Linked DNA regions of Danio rerio: region 1 is linked to region 2. A link is a contact called in public Micro-C data. All regions are on one chromosome and are shown on one strand. Each heading gives the region's core, a stretch centred on a gene start, on an enhancer-like site or on the middle of the called end of the contact. The rest is flanking DNA. Distances are from core to core; before and after follow the strand shown. Region 1 holds the start of ube2q1 (ubiquitin-conjugating enzyme E2Q family member 1). Region 2 holds the start of ubl7b (ubiquitin-like 7b (bone marrow stromal cell-derived)).

Evidence for each region. A called contact is a pair of places that touch in the nucleus more often than the background predicts.
Region 1: a contact with region 2 is called in a Micro-C map of caudal fin, with 5 times the contacts expected there. The contact joins the promoter of ube2q1 here to the promoter of ubl7b in region 2. A contact is called at or near these places in 7 of 18 Hi-C or Micro-C datasets (caudal fin, embryo, fibroblasts and 2 more) and 3 of 4 datasets of contacts at active chromatin or transcription factors (caudal fin, embryo and gastrula embryo).

Annotation. Positions count from the first base shown.
Region 1 is chr18:53,813,612-53,820,126 of GRCz12tu, reverse strand. ube2q1 (ubiquitin-conjugating enzyme E2Q family member 1) reads left to right here and starts at 1,424. Exons shown (of 13, transcript NM_001308605.1): 1 at 1,424-1,847; 2 at 3,632-3,736. The coding sequence starts at 1,689. LOC141378696 (a long non-coding RNA gene) reads right to left here and starts at 2,351. Exons shown (of 2, transcript XR_012393908.1): 1 at 1,948-2,351; 2 at 824-1,911.
Region 2 is chr18:53,648,786-53,654,377 of GRCz12tu, reverse strand. It overlaps ubl7b (ubiquitin-like 7b (bone marrow stromal cell-derived)), which reads right to left and starts at 4,246. Exons shown (of 11, transcript NM_200360.1): 1 at 4,174-4,246; 2 at 2,888-3,065; 3 at 988-1,107; 4 at 830-912. The coding sequence starts at 3,062. It overlaps cd276 (CD276 molecule), which reads left to right and starts at 5,326. Exons shown (of 8, transcript NM_001080622.2): 1 at 5,326-5,507.

The DNA.
Region 1 (6,515 bases), core at 175-2,674, 170 kb before region 2:
TTCTTTTACTTATTTGTCCATTTATTCTTTCATTTGTTTATTTATTTATTTACTTTTATTGTTTGTTAATGAATTTATTTATTTGTTGTTATTTATTTGTGTATTCATTCATTTACTTACTTTCATTTGTTTATTTATTTACTTTTATTGTTTGTTTGTTTGTTTGTTTATTTGTTTATTCGTCTATCTTTGCTCCTTATTTTCTGGGATAAAGCTGTAAGCTTTTAAAAATGTGAGTGTAGCGCCAGCTAGTGGAAACTATCAGAAATTACATGATCACTGGAATGAACTCGAGAACGTCAGATGTAAACAGAGCTGATGTAAAATAACTGCATTAAATAACTGCATTGTAATCACACACACACACACACACACACACACACACACACACACACACACACTACTGCCTCTGCGCTATAGGGGAATTGTATCAGCTAAACTGGCCGTATATGTGTGAATGAGTGTGTGTTTGGGTGTTTCCCAGTGCTGGGTTGCAGCTGGAAGGGCATGCGCTGTGCTAAACAGATGCTGGAACAGTTGGCGGTTCATTCCGCTGTGGTGACCCCTGATGAATAAAGGACTAAGCTGAAAGGAAATGGATGACTGTATAATGTGTGGATGCAGAGGGCGGTGTGCGCTGTTCTGTCTCTGTGAGTCACTCTGCTGCGGTTCTACTGGGATTTACAATGTAAACCTTTAATAAATCAGCAAGTTCTCCTTCTTTTAATGGGTATGTTTACGCTTCAGCTTCTGAACTGTCAGAATATTGGTTTTCTTTGTACAGATCAGTCTAGATGTGTCCAGACAGCGTTAATGAAGCCACTTTTTGTCTTTAAATGTTTTATTTAATTGAAATAAAATACTGAAATCGTTTTTAAACGCTGTGAAACTTTAACAAATCTGCATCTGTCCCAAAACAGAACATATATAACGGTCCAAATTAAATCTCAATCGAATAAATTCATTATAGGCCACAGGAAACTGCAGAGTAATGAAGTTTACTGGCTCCTCATCATCAACATCCGGTCCGCGCGGTACATGCTGGGACTGCGGGTCCTCCAGGCGCGGGTAAACACTAGACGGCATCCAGCTGCGCACACTCACATCAATATAGCATCATTTTTGAGACACTGTACAGCAATAACTAATATTTGAACATCACAGTGAAGGCTGGGTTTAGGGTTGGAGTAGGCTTAGATGGTAATAAAATACAATTTAATGGGTAATTTAATAACTAACATGATTATTATTATGTATTAATACTGTAATAATAATGATAATACATCACTGTAATAATTGGGGTAGACGTTTATAAAATACAAGTAATGAATAATTTAATAAATAATATAAGTAAGTCTCGTTAACTTCCGGCTACAGCTGTATCCCTTTTAGCAACCGCAGGCGCGCCTCCATCTTTAAACCCCAGAGAAGCGCTTCCGCTCCGCACCGAACACACAGAACCCGGTTTCACCGAAACATCATGAAGGATTAACGGCAGATCAGCACTTTAAAACCGGCAGAGCAGAGATCAGGAGCCCCGAGCAGCGTCCAGCCCGCTGACGGCTTCATTCCCGCGCTGACACTCACGTAAACACGGCCGCAGCTGTTGTCCGCATCGCTTTTGTCCGCCGTTTGTCCGGTTCCTGCCCGGTTTCTGCCTCCCGGAGCCCGGAGATGACCGGAGGAAGATGTCGGTGTCGGGACTGAAGGCCGAGCTCAAGTTTCTGGAGTCCATTTTTGACCCACATCACGAGCGCTTCAGGATCATCGACTGGAAACCGGACGAGCTGAGCTGCCAGTTTAACGTTACCGGAGAACAGCTGCTCATCATACACTGCAATATCACGGTACACACACACGCAGTATACAGTAAACACTCTGAAAACACACACCGTACACTAAAAACAAACTCTACACACACACACACACACACACACACACACACACACACACACACACACACACACACAGAGAGAGCGCACTACGTACACACAAACCGTGCACTGTAAACAAAAACACGCACTGAAAATATACACCGTACACTTAAAAACAAACTACACACACACACAGTTAACGGACTACGTACACACACACACACACACACACACACACACACAGTACGTAGTAAACGCACACCGTACACTGTAAGCAAAAACACGCACTGAAAATACACACACACACACACACACCATACGCTGAAAACACAGCACATACACAATAAATACACACTGTACAGTAAACACACACTAAACACACACACATGCACTCTCTGAACACACCATACACTGTAAACAAACAAACACACACACACCATACACAACTAACACACTCGGAACACACACACACACACACCATACACTGTAAAAACACACACATCGTACACACTGGAAACACTCAGAACAAACATCATGAACACACACTAAGGATCGAACACAACACACCTCTGATCACACATTTAAACACACACGCACTGTACAGTAAACACTGGGAACACACTGTACACACACACACACACACACACACACACTCACTGAAATACACTGTACAAACATGGACCACACACACACACACTGTAAACAACAAACTCACTGATCATATACACACTGAACAAGCAAGACTAAACACACACTCATACACAGTTAACACACTGCACACACACTCTCTTGCAACTTACACACCCCGTACACACTGAAAACACTGATTACACACATACTGTAAGCAACACACACACTGATCACACAATAAACAAGCAGCACACTAAACAAACACACTCACTTTTTACACACACACACACACACACACACACACACAACACAGTAAAGACACAGTGTTTACACTGAAAACACACTGTAAACATGTACACAGCATACAAACTGAACGCACATACTGTAAGCAACATACTCTGATCACACAACATACCACACACACACACACACACACACTGATCACACGTACACTATACAAGCAATAAACCAAACAAACACTCACTCCATACACACACACCCATACACACACCCATACACACACCTAACACCGTAAACACACACAGTAAACATGTGACCTTGCACACTGAAAACCCACTGCGTGTGTGTGTGTGTGTGTGTGTGTGTGTGTGTGTGTGTGTGTGTTTTATGTAAGTTCCTGCAGGTGTTGTTTTAGAGCTGTTAAATGGAGGAATGTTGATAAGAACACACTGTCAGTCAAATATTCACACGCACACACACACACACACTCACACACACACACACACCCCTCTTCTTTGATCACTGCAGTTGTCCACATTTGCAGTCAGCAGATCTCTATAGTGGATCATACACAGCATGAAGATCAGCTCCTCTCCGTCACTCTAGATGGGTAAATCGAGAGTTTGTCTTCAAGAATAGATCAGTAAGGGTTGCTACCACGTCTGGAGATGCTTGAAAATGCTTGAAGTTGAATCTGGTGGCCTAGATTATTTTGTGAGTGCTTGAAGTTGTCATTGTTCCGGAGTGTTGGCCATCTATATTACTGAGTCCAGAATAATAATGAAGTGTTTAAATCAGCTACACTAAAGTCTTTCAGGGCAGACGCTGTCCTCAGCTCTCCAGTGCTGCTGTGCATTGTGGGTAATGCTGTAATCTTGCTCTTTCAGGAGTCGTACCCGTCCACGCCGCCCATATGGTTTGTGGATTCGGATGATCCGAGTCTGACTGGAGTGCTGGAGCGTCTGGAGGAGGTCAGGAGGGGAAGCACACTGGTAAAGCACTGTACTTTTACACCGCTGCTTACCACAGCATGCTTATTGTAGCATCTTCAACCTTAAAACTGCATATAATGCTGCCATGCACGATAAAATACAAGCAAATCCCGACCATCCGCTGACTCTCTGTTTTAGGAACGGTTTCATGTTCATCGATGATCAAATTGAAACAGCTTGTATGACTTTATCAGTGTTGTTGTTTGTGTAAATATCGAGTGAATGATGAGGAAATGGTCGTGATTGTATGTTAAAACTGGAAGTGTTGTCATGAATATAGCCAATGCTGCTGAAATTAAAACATAAATAAATTAATAAATAAAGGCTTTCATATTGGTTGAAAATGGGGCGAGGCAGTGGCGCAGTAGGTAGTGCTGTCACCTCGCAGCAAGAAGGTCGCTGGTTTGAACCTTGGCTCAGTTGGTGTTTCTGTGTGGAGTTTGCATGTTCTCCCTGCGTTGGCGTGGGTTTCCTTCGGGTGCTCCGGTTTCCCCCACAGTCTAAAGACATGCTGCAGGTGAATTGCGTAGGCTAAATTGTCCGTAGTGTATGAGTGGATGAGTCTATGAGGGTGACAGGCCCAGTCGACAGGCCGGCTGGTATGTGTAAAAAATAGTCTCTATCATATGGAGAAGTCTAAAATGGCATGTTCCAAAGAGCCGACCCCACAACCATACAGGACTACAGAAGAAGAAGAAGTTATTGGTTGAAAATGTGAACATTAGAACTGTGACTCGGTAGAAATGTAACCCCAAGAAGAATTAGCTAGAATAATCTACTATTCAGAAGGATATAGTCTCAGTAAATGATGACAGAATTAATCATTTGAAGGAATTCATTTAGTCGAACACAACACAGATGCTAAATATCATGCCTCTTTTTTTTTTAAATGTGTGACATTTCTTAAAATTATTATTATTATATTTATAAACAGTTAAAAACACAACACAAGAAATGAAATCATATAAAAGTGTAACAATTTCAAACAGAAACAATTGTGATATTTAAGAGTATCAAATGAAATAAAATACAGGAAATATATAATATTCTCATTTTGAAGCTCTAGTGCAGGGGTGTCAAACTCAATTCCTGGAGGGCCGCAGCCCTGCACAGTTTAGTTCCAACCCTGCTCCAACACACTTACCTGTAGGTTTCGAACAAACCTGAAGGACTTAATTAGTTTGATCAGGTGTGTTTAATTAGGGTTGGAACTAAACTGTGCAGAGCTGCGGCCCTCCAGGAACTGAGTTTGACACCTGTGCTCTAGAATATAGGTGTCAAGCTCAGTTTCTGTAGGGCCGCAGCTCTGCAGTTTTACTCCAACCCTGATCAAACACAGCTGAGGTGTTCAAGACTACTAGACACCACAATCAGCTGTGTTTGATTAGGAACTAAACTGTACAGAGCTGCGGCCCTCTAGAAACTGAGTTTGACACCTGTGCTCTAGTACTAGTTTTTTGCTGCTTGGTTCATTCTATCTTGTACATTGTTTATGAACCAGCGTTTCAATTTATAAATGTGTTTGCTCATGTATATTTCTTTCTTGCATAGTTATTATACCCAAATGACTAAAGAGTTCTGAGTATTTCTGCCTAGAGCTTCTATAGTGGTCCACATGACTGCATGCAGTTCAGTGGTGCTGCTTTTTAAATATGCATTATTCTGTTGCCTAGCAACTTCCTATTGGCAAATACATAACTTTACTTCATATATGTGTCTCTCTAAACAGCATATTCAGATATTCAGTGCCTCAAAATGCCCATATTTAGTAACTTTACATTAATAGGCTGTATTGCTAAAACATTGTATATTTAGGGTGATGATGACTTAATTAGTATGCCTACAGACATTCAGGCTTAAATTTAATTTCTCAACAGAAGCTTTGAATGTGAGTAGGGCATGACAGCATGACATCTTGCATGAGAATGTTCAGAATGACTGTGATGGTAATTGTAGCAGTTGTAGAATTCTGGTAGATCAAGCCTGCACATACTAGATCAGCCAGCTGCAGTTTATAAGAGCTCAAAGAGGATCCAGGTATGAGTTGACTCACTAGTGTGCACTCGGATTACATTAGCACGCTGTGAATGTTGTGTAACGCTCGACTTCATTACAGCGTCGCTAGGCTGGTAATTACTGTTTACTGCTGTTCAAAACATCATGAGTACAACACCTGGGGCCTGTTTCAGAAAGGAGGTTAACTGAAAACTCAGAGTATTTTAACCCTGAAATGAGAGAAACTCTGGGTTTTCCGTTTCAAAATGGCAGGTTTGTTAAACTCGAGAAATCAGGGTAAGTCAAGCCTGTTTCTGAAAGAGAGTTAACTTTAACTCAGAGTCAGTTACTGTGGTAACTTACTCTGTGAATCTAACCTGGTCAGAAGCTGGTTTTATTCTCTAAACTCAGAGTTTCTGTCGGTCTCCTCCCCTTTTTTTAAAGATGAAGCGGTATTTCACGCCTTAGCCTTACGTTTCCACCCACCTATTTTAATGCTCATTTTGGATACGTGCATAAAAACGATTGATAGAAACGTATGATGCACATAACTTTTTAAAATATGCATAAAAAACGCACATAACTGAGTAGGATAAACTTTTATTCGATAGAAAATGTGCGCATAAATTACGATGGAAACACTTTTACTGAACAAATTACAGTATGTACATTAAAAAAAAGATCATGATCATATGATAATGAAAATGTGTGTAAATGGAGGCTGAGAACACTGTAACACGTCTTAAATATTGTTTTAGTCATTCTAAAATGCCTTTACAGTTTC
Region 2 (5,592 bases), core at 2,997-5,496:
TTTAAAAAAAACCCCCAATGGTGTTGTTTTATCACAGCTCTGCCAGGGAGAGTAGATGAGATCAAGCGCTTTAAATGAAAAGCCAATGAGAAGAAGGGGGCGGGGCAAGTCAGAGACTAGAGAGCATTTGATTGGTCAGAAGGTTTAATAAGAAACTGAAGATCCATTTAGGCGGAAGAGACAAACTGCAAGCTTTACATGCTTATATCAGTTATATATATATATATATAGCATGTAAAGCTTATATCAGCTTATAGCACATTCACACACACACTCATACACTATGGACAATTTAGCCTAACCAATTCACCTGTACTGCATGTCTTTTGGACTGTAGGGGAAACCGGAGGAAAACCCACAGGAACTGCATAGTTTATCTCCAACCACCTCCAACTCACACCAGCTTAAGAGTCTCTAGTAGTTGATACCTTGATTAGTTGGATTGGCTGTGTTTGATTAGGGTTGGAGCAAAACTGTGCAGAACTGAGGCAGGAACCCGGTTTGAGAGCACCGCTCTACAACAATAACTAATATTTTTACATTACTGTGAGGGTTGGGATAGCGGTAAATGATCATAAAATATGATTTAATTGTTCATTTAATAAATAATATGAACATTACTCTGCGTAATTACTGTATTTACATGACTGTGAGGGTTTGGGTAGGGGGAGATGTTTATAAAATACATATAATGTATAATTTTATAAATTGCATAATTAATTCTTGTTAACCTCTGGCCACAGCTGTATCCCTTCTAGCAACAACCACATTTGCCCACTGAAAACTACAGGAGTGACGTGTCTTGTATTTTATCTAGAGTCTTTGGTACCGCTTCTCTGTATGTTGCATTGGAGAGCATCGCGGCCTGAAGCATCCTGAACTCTCTGGCGGCTGCAGATCTGTTGACGGGCTCTAAAAGATGCAGAAACACATCACAGACAGAATATAATTCAGGAATGTCTCATCAGAAATGAGCTCTAAACACACCAGGCTGGATCTCCGGCTCCGGCCACGTCTTCTTGATGATATGCAGAGTTGATCCAGACTTGATGCCGTACGAATCTAGTGTGAGATCATCCTTCAGCACACAGCCGCAGTGCACAAAATCTGCAGAAGAGCATGCTGTTAGATGAAGACACAGATCTCATATTACGATATACAGTTGGAGAGTTTAAATGTATTTATACATTTATTAATTATTTCCCAAGTGATGCTTAACAGAGCAAAGACATTTTTCACAGCATTTACTATTATATTTTTCTTCTGGAGAAAGTCTTATTTTGTTAAGTATGGCTGAAATTAAATAATAATAATAATACATTTAAAAACCCTAATACCTAAACCCAACTAATACCTTATTAACTATTAATAAAGCTGCCAATTAGTATATTATTGAGCTAAAAATCAGATAATAATGGTTTGTTAATTGTAAGAATTGTACATTCAAATAAAATGCGACCAAAATATCTAATGATTATATCTTAAAGTGTACAATGCTGAGCATAACTGAGTACACCCCTCAAAAATCTGTCTTTTACATTAATATTTTCTACAGGATGTTTTTATTCATTCATTCATTTTCTTTTCGGCTTAGTCCCTTTATTAATCAGGGGTCGCCACAGCGGAATGAACCGCCAACTATCTATCCATACATCCATCTATCTATCTATAATAATATATTTTTTTTATTATTATTTTGCTCATAACTCATGACACATTCTTTGTAAAACTTGCCTTTGATTATATTTCTGGAAGAACATTGTACATTCACCCTGATAATTTTAAATAAACATGTAATAATAAATGAATGAATAAACAAACAAACAAATAAATAAATAAATAAATAAATAAATAATTGAATAAATAAATAAATAAATAAATAAATAAATAAATAAATAAATGAATGAATAAATGAATGAATAAATAAATGAATGAATAAATAAATGAATAAATAAATGAATAAATAAATAAATGAATGAATAAATGAATGAATGAATAAATAAATGAATGAATAAATAAATAAATGAATAAAATAAATGAATGAATAAATAAATAAATAAATAAATGAATAAATAAATAAATGAATAAATAAATACATGAATAAAAAAAATAAATGAATAAATAAATACATGAATAAATGAATGAATGAATGAATAAATAAATAAATGAATAAAAAATAAATGAATAAATAAATGAATGAATAAATAAATTAATAAATGAATGAATGAATAAATAAATGAATGAATAACTAAATAAATGAATAAATAAATAAATAAATGAATAAATAAATGAATAAATAATTAATTAAATAAATAAATAAATAAATGAATGAATAAATAAATTAATGAATAAAATAAATAAATGAATGAATAAATAAATGATCGAATAAATAAATTAATAAATTAATGAATGAAAAAATAAATGAATTAATAAAATAAATAAATGAATGAATAAATAAATGAATAAATAAATGAATAAAAAATAATGAATAAATAAATAAATGAATAAATAAATAAATAAATGAATAAATAAATAAATGTTGAGATGTTTCACAAAAACTCATTTATTCATTTTCTTTTCGGCTTAGTCCCTTTAATAATCAGGGGTCGCCACAGTGGAATGAACTGCTAATCGAACCAGCGACCTTCTTGCTGTGAAGCGGTAATAATTGAATTTAAATGTGTTATCTGTATATTCCTGAAGATATTCGATGCCCAAACTCTTATTTTAATGAATATAACCGCTTCATAAAACTGTTTAATTGCACAGTAATATAGTCTATATTCACTGAGAGTTAGATTAAAATATGAGTAAGCACTGTATGTCTTATGGACAAAATAAAAAGTGTCATATTATGGTCTATAATATCTTCTGCAGCAGAACTGACCGATGAGATCGGGGTCGGGCAGAGAGTCTGATAACTGCACTGAGATCAGCTGCTTGAGCGTGGACACCTGATATCCTCCTGGATGAACATCTCCAGGTTCAGGATCTGGAAACTGGAACAGTGCTTTGGGTTTGTCGCTGACTTTCAGAGAGAGATGCCAAGCTGAACTCGCCATATTCTGCAGAACAAACAACAACACACAGATGGTTATTCGTGTAAAATCATATACGAGGAGAATTTCTTTATGCACTCTGTGATTCAGACATTTAGGGCTATTTTAAAGTCGTATTTTGATTATTAGGGGTGGCACGGTGGTGCAGTGGGTAGCACAATTGTCTTACAGCAAGAAGGTCGGTGGTTTGAGTCTCAGCTAGGTCAGTTGGTGTTTCTGTGTGGAGTTTGCATGTTCTCCCCGTGTCGGTGTGGGTTTCCTGCGGATGATCCAGTTTCTCCCACAGTCCAAACACATGCGCTATACGGGAATTGATCAACTAAATGGTCTGTAAGGTGTATTTGTGTATGTCCTGGTCCTCCAGGTTGGGGGTTGAGTGTTGGGATAACGACCCACATCGTAAAATAGATGTTACGAAACACCAACATGGTGCAGCTAAATGTCAACTTCCATAAACAGCCCTGGGAGTGTGTATTTATTTTCATTATTATCACTATTATACTAATATTTAAAGTCCACATAAAATAATTAATAATTAATAAATAATAAACAATTGATTCACTAATGCTGTCAAAAGATTAACCGTAATTAATTGGATCCAAAATAAAAGTTCATATATTTGTTTGTTTATATATAATACACATACAAATTATTTCCAAATACGCATTTGTATTTTATCTACATTATCTTGGATGGGATTAATGTTTTGAAAGCACTAAACTGTATATAATAAATATACACAGCACATATAAAACACATATAATGTAAACAAATGAAACACACGAACGTAAACCTGTTTAATCTGCTAATGACGCCTTTGCACAATTAAGCAAACCTAATAAATACAAACAACCTGTTCTGGTGAACTGTGATCAGTCAAATGGGAAAGTATGGCATTATCATCATCATTGATATCATTATTACTGTTAGTAAAAACCTGGCTCAGTGTTGTTTTGGTATCAGTTCCTGCTCTCACTTTCAGTTTTACAGGCAGTTTAAAGCACAAATGATAGATTATCTTATTAACATCGATTAGCTATCGATCTCAGACACAACATCTGAACACCTGATCACGGTGAGGATTAAATAATAATCAAAAAGACCAAAATATTACCGGTTTATCCCGATTTGTTCATCCAGCAGTCGGTGAGGCAGCGTTTTGTCAACAGCTGATGGAAGGATGTGACGCCACGCACAGTTTCCTCCGACCGACAAAATAAAAGTCTTGCAAACATGTCTTAAAGACACAGACGCGCGCATTATGTCTCATTTTGCATCTGTAAATGATGTGCATAAGCATAAAATAAAAATGGTATGGCATAATTTATATTTTATATGTTTGTCATTTAAAAAATCAGAAATAGTTTTACGGCTCTGCGACCCCAAGTGGGCTTCAGGGGCACTGCAGGGAGAACACTTTTTCCATTGAAACCTGTTTTAAAATCAGTAATTTCTAAATGTTTTATTGAAATGAAATGTGAATCAAGAAGTAGTATTATAGTGATAAAAACCAAAGCAAACCCTAAAAGGACATTTGCCCCCCTCATGGTGATTTCTTTGTAAAGTTTGGAACTCTTTGGAACCTCTGGTGGTAACAAGATACCCTGGAGCCTTTCCTCTTAATTACATTAACTAATTTATTTACATTATTTTATTATTTCACTTCAATAACAATAATTACATTATACTTTTATTATTATTATATTATTGTTGTTATTACATGACATATTTTAAAACAGGCCAAATATGTTATATAATATAATATAATATATTGGTTCATTCATTCATTTTCTTGTTGGCTTAGTCCCTTTATTAATCTGGGGTCGCTACAGCGGAATGAACCGCCAACTTATTGAGAATTGGTTTTACGCAGCGGATGCCCTTCCAGCCGCAACCCATCTCTGGGAATGTAATATAATATAATATAATATAATATAATATAATATAATATAATATAATATAATATAATATAATGTAAAAGTTAGTTTACTATATTATAATATATAACAAAATATTTTATAGGTTCTATTAACTTTTTTTGCTTTTGTAAAATACGGAGATAGACCATGTTTTTTCTTTCTTTCTTTCTTTCTTTCTTTCTTTCTTTCTTTCTTTCTTTCTTTCTTTCTTTCTTTCTTTTAATTACCGTTATTGTTAAAATATAGAGAGCGGCCGTGATTGGCTGAGCTGCTCCAGAAGTGCTGACGTCACCAGGCTGGACCGAGCGCAGGAATGGTATAGGAGTGGTTTATTATTCACTTTCCGAGTCCGACCGGAGGAAAAAATTGAACCAGCTGGACTCGAGCAGCCGCTGTTTCCCTCATCATCATCATTTCTGCGGATAAACATGAGCTTCCAGAGAGTTCACCGGAGCTGAGGGCCTGATCGGGAATGCCGGAGCCCGCAGAGAGTGCCTTTTCCCCGGTCTGCTGATACAGAGAAGCCGCGGTGAGTAAAAAAACTGCAATAACCGCCACACATTCAAACTCATTATTAACTGCCACAAATTTTAACTTCTCAATAACCGACACGC